2 separate regions of the Mus musculus genome follow, and region 1 is linked to region 2. The links are chromatin contacts, called in public Hi-C maps. All regions are on one chromosome and are shown on one strand. Each heading gives the region's core, a stretch centred on a gene start, on an enhancer-like site or on the middle of the called end of the contact. The rest is flanking DNA. Distances are from core to core; before and after follow the strand shown. Region 1 overlaps Epn2 (epsin 2). Region 2 overlaps Map2k3 (mitogen-activated protein kinase kinase 3).

Region 1 (2,700 bases), core at 28-2,527, 610 kb before region 2:
GTCACATAAAAGCTATTCCTCAGAAAGACTGGGCCCCTGTGTCTCTCTGTTGGCCACCTGTCCAAGTATGCAGTTGGTGCTTGAGACTGCTGTGTCCACAGAAGCCGTGTAGATCAGGGGAGTCTCTCAGGCTCAGAAGGTTGGAGTTTGTTTCAGATCATAAAGATGACAGCTATCTTGGATTAGAGTACAGATGTGAGCAGTCCACCTGTTGGGCCTACTTGAGGCACTAGCCACCAAGTACTGTGGGACTAGCAAAGCTACAGTTGTGAAGAGATCAAGCAAGTTGTTGGTAAGGGGTTGAGAGTCTGCACCAAATGTGGCAGAGGGGGATGGGAGAATCCTTCTTTATTCAAAAACAAGGCCTGGGGAAGAAGACTGCTATAGTCTAATTGGACAGTGTCAGCTCAGGTACAGCCAGTGTTCCTCCCTCCTCCCTCCTGTTTGTCCTGCCTGCTATGGTGCACAGCCCACCAATGTCATGGGTTACTTTGCTGTTCTCCTGAATCTGCCTCTGGAGCCAGAGCTGCTGCTATATCCTGATAAAAGCCAGGAAGCAGTTCCTTGGTGTCTGGTATTGTGGGGAGAGTTACTGTTCTTTAAAAGTAAGGAAGCAGGATGAGGAGGAGGGGAAAGCAGAAGAGTTTGCTGCCTCCAGTGTGCTCTAGTGCCTCAGAGTACATTGTAGTGTAGGAACCATGGCAGCGCTGGTAGTTTGTTCTAGGTTGGTGCACTCACCTCATCTTCTCAGAATGACCTGGTAACCCCTTCTATCTAGATGAAGCCTTTAGCACTCAGGTGTGATTCTAGGAAGTCCCTAGGAAAATGTTGGGGATCCTTGAGCTTCAACAATCTGTACAGAGACTATTACTGCTCTCCTATATCCTGACAGGCTTACCAGGAGATTACTGGAGATTATGACCATTTCATGTCTTTGCTGGGCTCGCTTCACAGAGGATTTGAGTGGGCTTACAAAACACATGCAATGCCACAGGAATAACTAGGTAATAGAAGAAAGACCCCCAAATTGGGCAGTTTCTCTGGTTTTTCTCAGGATCCAAAGGAGGTACAAGAGAACCCGGTGTTTTTTACTGTGACAGTGCAGGTAGGAGAGGAGGGCAGGCCTAGGGAACAGCTGCCCTGAGACACTGGACCACTGTGGAACCACATCCTGTAGCTGCCTATGGCTGTCACCATGCAGCTCTGTAACCCTGCAGTCTTGTAGATTGTCTGTCTTTAACCTGGCTGCCCAGCAGACATGCAAACAGATGAACAGATTCCAGGTCCTTCTGAGGTCAATATTGTCATTGGGTTTTCTCCACAGCGGGAGTGAGGGGGGTGGGGGTAAGGCGGCGGGCCGGGCGCAGCACGTGTGTGTGCATGCGTGAAAGCAGGTGAATGAAGTCAGTGTGGTTAAGGAGACAGGTCAAATCCACTTACTTCATGAATCTAATTAGACCTTAGTTGTTTTTGGTTTTAATTGGCATGTAAGTGGCAGGAAGATCAAAGGTTAAAAGGACACCCTTGGCCACATAGTTAGAGGTCAACTTGTGCTACATGAGACCTTGTCTCAAAAAACAAAACACAAATTCACAAAGGGTGAGTTAGGAAACAGTATGATTCATGCTGCTTTTGGTTTGTCTTCTCTTTCTTGCTTGTGCAGAAACTTTTATTTTAAAATACTCCTTTTTGTTTCAATAATAAGTTATAAATATTTTATCCACTTCTCAAAGTTCTTCAAAATAATTTTTTATTCTTCAGGGATTATTTGTAAGCAGACCAGGGCACCATGTCATATCTTAAATTCCAGAGCTCTCATGTACTACTTCTGGGCCTCAAATAGAAGTACACAGTGCTCTTCTTTTTCTGTAATGAGGGTATCTTGGTCTCTGGGCAGTTGTAGAAGGGTCTCAGTAGCTTTTTCTCCTGAGTCTCAAGCAATGCTGGGCTTGTGGTCCCTAGAACCTGATCTATCTCATAGAAAGCAGTGACAGGCACACATGGCCAGGCTTCCAAGCATTTGCCAACCTGAGCTGTCACATCCACTTCTGAAGTCTCAGGTTCTCTCTTATTTACTTCTACCAAGTCCTCTCTTCCCAACTGTAAGTACTACTATTTTGGGGCTTGGGCATGACATACTAAATGAATTGAATTAGAGCTGCCTGCATAAGAATGCTTTTATTTTTTAATGTGTGTTTTAAATATTTTATGCATATGTGTATATACCTGAACCACGTTTGTGCCCGGTGTCAGCAGAGGTCAGAAACATCCGATCCCCTCAGACCGGAGTTATAGATGGTTGTGAGTCATCATGTGGGTTTTGGGGTTCAAACCTGAGTCCTGAAAGAGCAGACAGTGTTTTTAATTGCTGCAGTGTTTTAATTTGTTTAACTCCCACCTCTTACCCTTTTATAAGTAGTGTCTCATGTAGCCCAGGCTGGCCTCAAACTCAGTATATAGCCAAGGATGACCGTGAACTTCTGATTCTCCTGCCTCTACCTCTCAAGAGCTGGGGTCACCAGCATGTGCCACCCACACCCAGTTTGTATGGTGTGGGATCACACTGAGGGTTTCCTTAATGCCAGGTAAGCACTCTGCCATATTGAGCCCCGGCCCAGGAATTTTTAAATGGCTCCAAAAATCTCAAAGCCTAGGCCACACCCGACCACACCTCAAATAAAAAAACGCTGTCACAGTGGT
Region 2 (2,700 bases), core at 136-2,635:
ATCCAGAGAAGCAGCCAAGGCAGCCCTGGACTCCAGCTCAGCGGAGGCACTACTACCATAACCCTGCAGGCAGGGCTAAGAAGTAGGGAGGGCTAGAAAGCCACTGACCCTGCCAAGGCCAGGTATCACTAGGCCTGTAGTACGTGCCCCAGTGAGATAGGGCAAGCTGCCATTGTCTCTGCTCTTTACCTGCAATGGGGGAAGAAAAATCTATAGGGGCTGCTGGGCACACAGGCCTGACAGATATGGGCAACATGGACAAACAACCAAGGGGAGGTGTGAGAGAATGCACACCTGAGTCCTGCTGCCCACTCACTCCCTCCCTCACTCCCCAGGCTAGCACCAGGTCTGACATGGATGAAATTCTCCCACCTGAGAAACTAGCCCAGGAGGTTGTACCCTGAGGCCGGCCTTGCACCTCCTGAGCTTCCCTCACCTATGCTTTCAAGGCGGCCACTGGTCAACAAGGCTGAGTGACAGGGACAGATCTACAGAAAGGACAGACTAACTCAGTTCTCTACTCCCCTTCCTGATTGTCTCAGGCAGTTCAGGAGCAATGGTAGCTTACGGCTTAGGAAGCAGAGGAGAAAAAGAGCCGAGAGCTCGGGGTTCTCAACCTGTGGGTCAAGATCCCTTTGGGGATCAAACAACCTTTTCACAAGGGTCGGCTAAGACCATTGGAAACCACAAATATTTACACTACAACTCATAATAGTAGCAAAACTGCAGTTATGAAATAACAATGCAAATGATTGTATGGCAGGGGTCACCACAACATAAGGAACTATAGTAAAGGGTCGTAGCATTAGGAAGGTTGCCCTAGAGCTTGGCAAACTCTGGCTTCCTGACCAAAGAAGCCTCGTGTCACAAACCCTATGAATACATCATCAGAAGCCATGTATTCACCTCCCAATGAGAAGCAGCCAGAGTCCCAACAATTAAATAATGACAGATGCCGTTTGTTTGGGAAACTCTATCTCCCATCTTTACTACCACCCTGCAGGGGAGAGGTACTTCCTCCCACTGCCCAGAAGCGGACTGAGAGTCAAAGAGGATATGCCATTTGCCCTGATGAGGAAGTAAGAGTCAGGTTGGGATCCTAGGCCCATTATAACATAGCTGCAATGCTGCTGGATAATGCCATCTGCATCCATACAGGCAAGGCTCCTGTACTTCCTGGGAAGGGGGGGAGAGGAGCACTCCGGCTTCTTCTCTGAAAGATGTCCCCTACTCACTGGACTAAAACCTAATCAAAGTATCAAGAATGTACTGGATACAATGTGTTCAATGTTACATTGCAAAATGGGCAGAGTAGGGATCTGACCGAGGCAGTTCAAGCTGGCTGTCCCTGCAAGGCCACTGCTCCTGGCTCTTACTAGACCTTGCTCCCTGGGCCAGGGACCGTCAACAACAGCTGCCATCTACTCGTCTGTGGTGAGCAAGAGGAAGCAAGAGTCATTTACCTAACAGAGGAAGTTCCTGGACAGGACAGGAGGATCTGCCCAGAATCCCAGCTCAACTGAAAAGTCCAAAGCAGACCGTCACCTGTGATGTCCAGCCCAGGACCAGGGGCAGCCTACAGGTATGTAACCCCTGCCTGGCATTGCCCCTTTAAGCTATAGGCAGTGACTGGCATGCCTGTGGTGAGTCAGCACCCAGTGTCTGCTGACTCACCCACCGGAAGCCTGGCTGCCTCTCCCCACACAGGCTGACTGGGAACTTTACTGCCTTCAGGCCCTGAGCCACAGGCTGGCTGATAGAGAGTTTCCTGTGCGTCACACCAGGACGGGGGGAAGTCCCCAAGGTGCCACCCTCTAGTCTTTCCAACTCCTGGGACAGGAGGAAAGCTTATAACCATAGCAGACAGGACCAGGACAAGACATTCAGTGCTCCTTAGTCTCACTGGGCTGCCAGAGCCACCAGCCACTGATGAACTCCAATGACAACACCTCCAACAGAGTGTCAAAGGCCATCCCTGACAATATGCACAAGGACAAACAAGACATGCAAACCCAGACCACCCTGACATGTGCCCCTGTACCAGCTGCCCTTGGCCTCAGATGGCAGGCAGTGACCCACTAATGAGCAAGGAGACAGGAGATGTCAACAAAGTTGTGGGACCTACATGCCTTACACATGTGGAGAGAACTTCCTAAGCTTGGGCACAAAGAACTAGGCTGCCAACCGTCCAGTGGGAAGTTCATAGATAAAGTTGCAGTCCCCACCAAAGGTCAGGTGCTACCACTCCCCGCTGTGTTCAAAGTCCTCTGCAAACAGGCTAGCAAGATAGCCCAGCAGGTAAGAGTACTTACTATCAAGTCTAATAATCTAAGGTCCATGCCTGAAACCCACATGGTGGAAGGTTGATCCACAAGACTGAACTGAAAGAACTGATACCCACAAAGTATACTAGTATACTACATGTGGCATGCATATATATATATATATATATATATATATATATATATATATATATATCATGTGTATATTTTTTTTTTTGGTTTTGGCTTTTCAAGACAGGGTTTCTCCGTGTAGCTCTGGCTGTCCTAGAACTCACTCTGTAGACCAGGCTGACCTCAAACTCAGAAATCCGCCTGACTCTGCTGCCTCCCAAGTGCTGGGATTAAAGGCGTGCACCACCACTGCCTGGTTGTGTGTGTAATTTTTAAGTCTCCTGCAAAGGTGAAAAAGAGTTCCTGT

Evidence for each region. A called contact is a pair of places that touch in the nucleus more often than the background predicts.
Region 1: a Hi-C map of liver shows a contact between it and region 2, with 3 times the contacts expected there. The contact joins two enhancer-like sites. A contact is called at or near these places in 1 of 39 promoter capture datasets (cranial neural crest), 1 of 484 Hi-C or Micro-C datasets (liver) and 2 of 115 datasets of contacts at active chromatin or transcription factors (embryonic stem cells and large pre-B cells).

The regions. Positions count from the first base shown.
Region 1 is chr11:61,539,523-61,542,222 of GRCm38.p6, reverse strand. All of the region lies in intron 4 of Epn2 (epsin 2), which reads left to right. Among named protein-coding and RNA genes, the nearest start is that of B9d1, 36 kb to the right of the region's middle. Within about 2 kb of position 1,277, at least 17 of the 459 cell types and tissues checked have an H3K27ac peak or open chromatin away from gene starts, as enhancers often do. A contact at or near this core is called in liver, where this site is marked.
Region 2 is chr11:60,934,511-60,937,210 of GRCm38.p6, reverse strand. All of the region lies in intron 1 of Map2k3 (mitogen-activated protein kinase kinase 3), which reads right to left. Among named protein-coding and RNA genes, the nearest start is that of Map2k3, 3.8 kb to the right of the region's middle. Within about 2 kb of position 1,385, at least 261 of the 459 cell types and tissues checked have an H3K27ac peak or open chromatin away from gene starts, as enhancers often do. A contact at or near this core is called in liver, where this site is marked.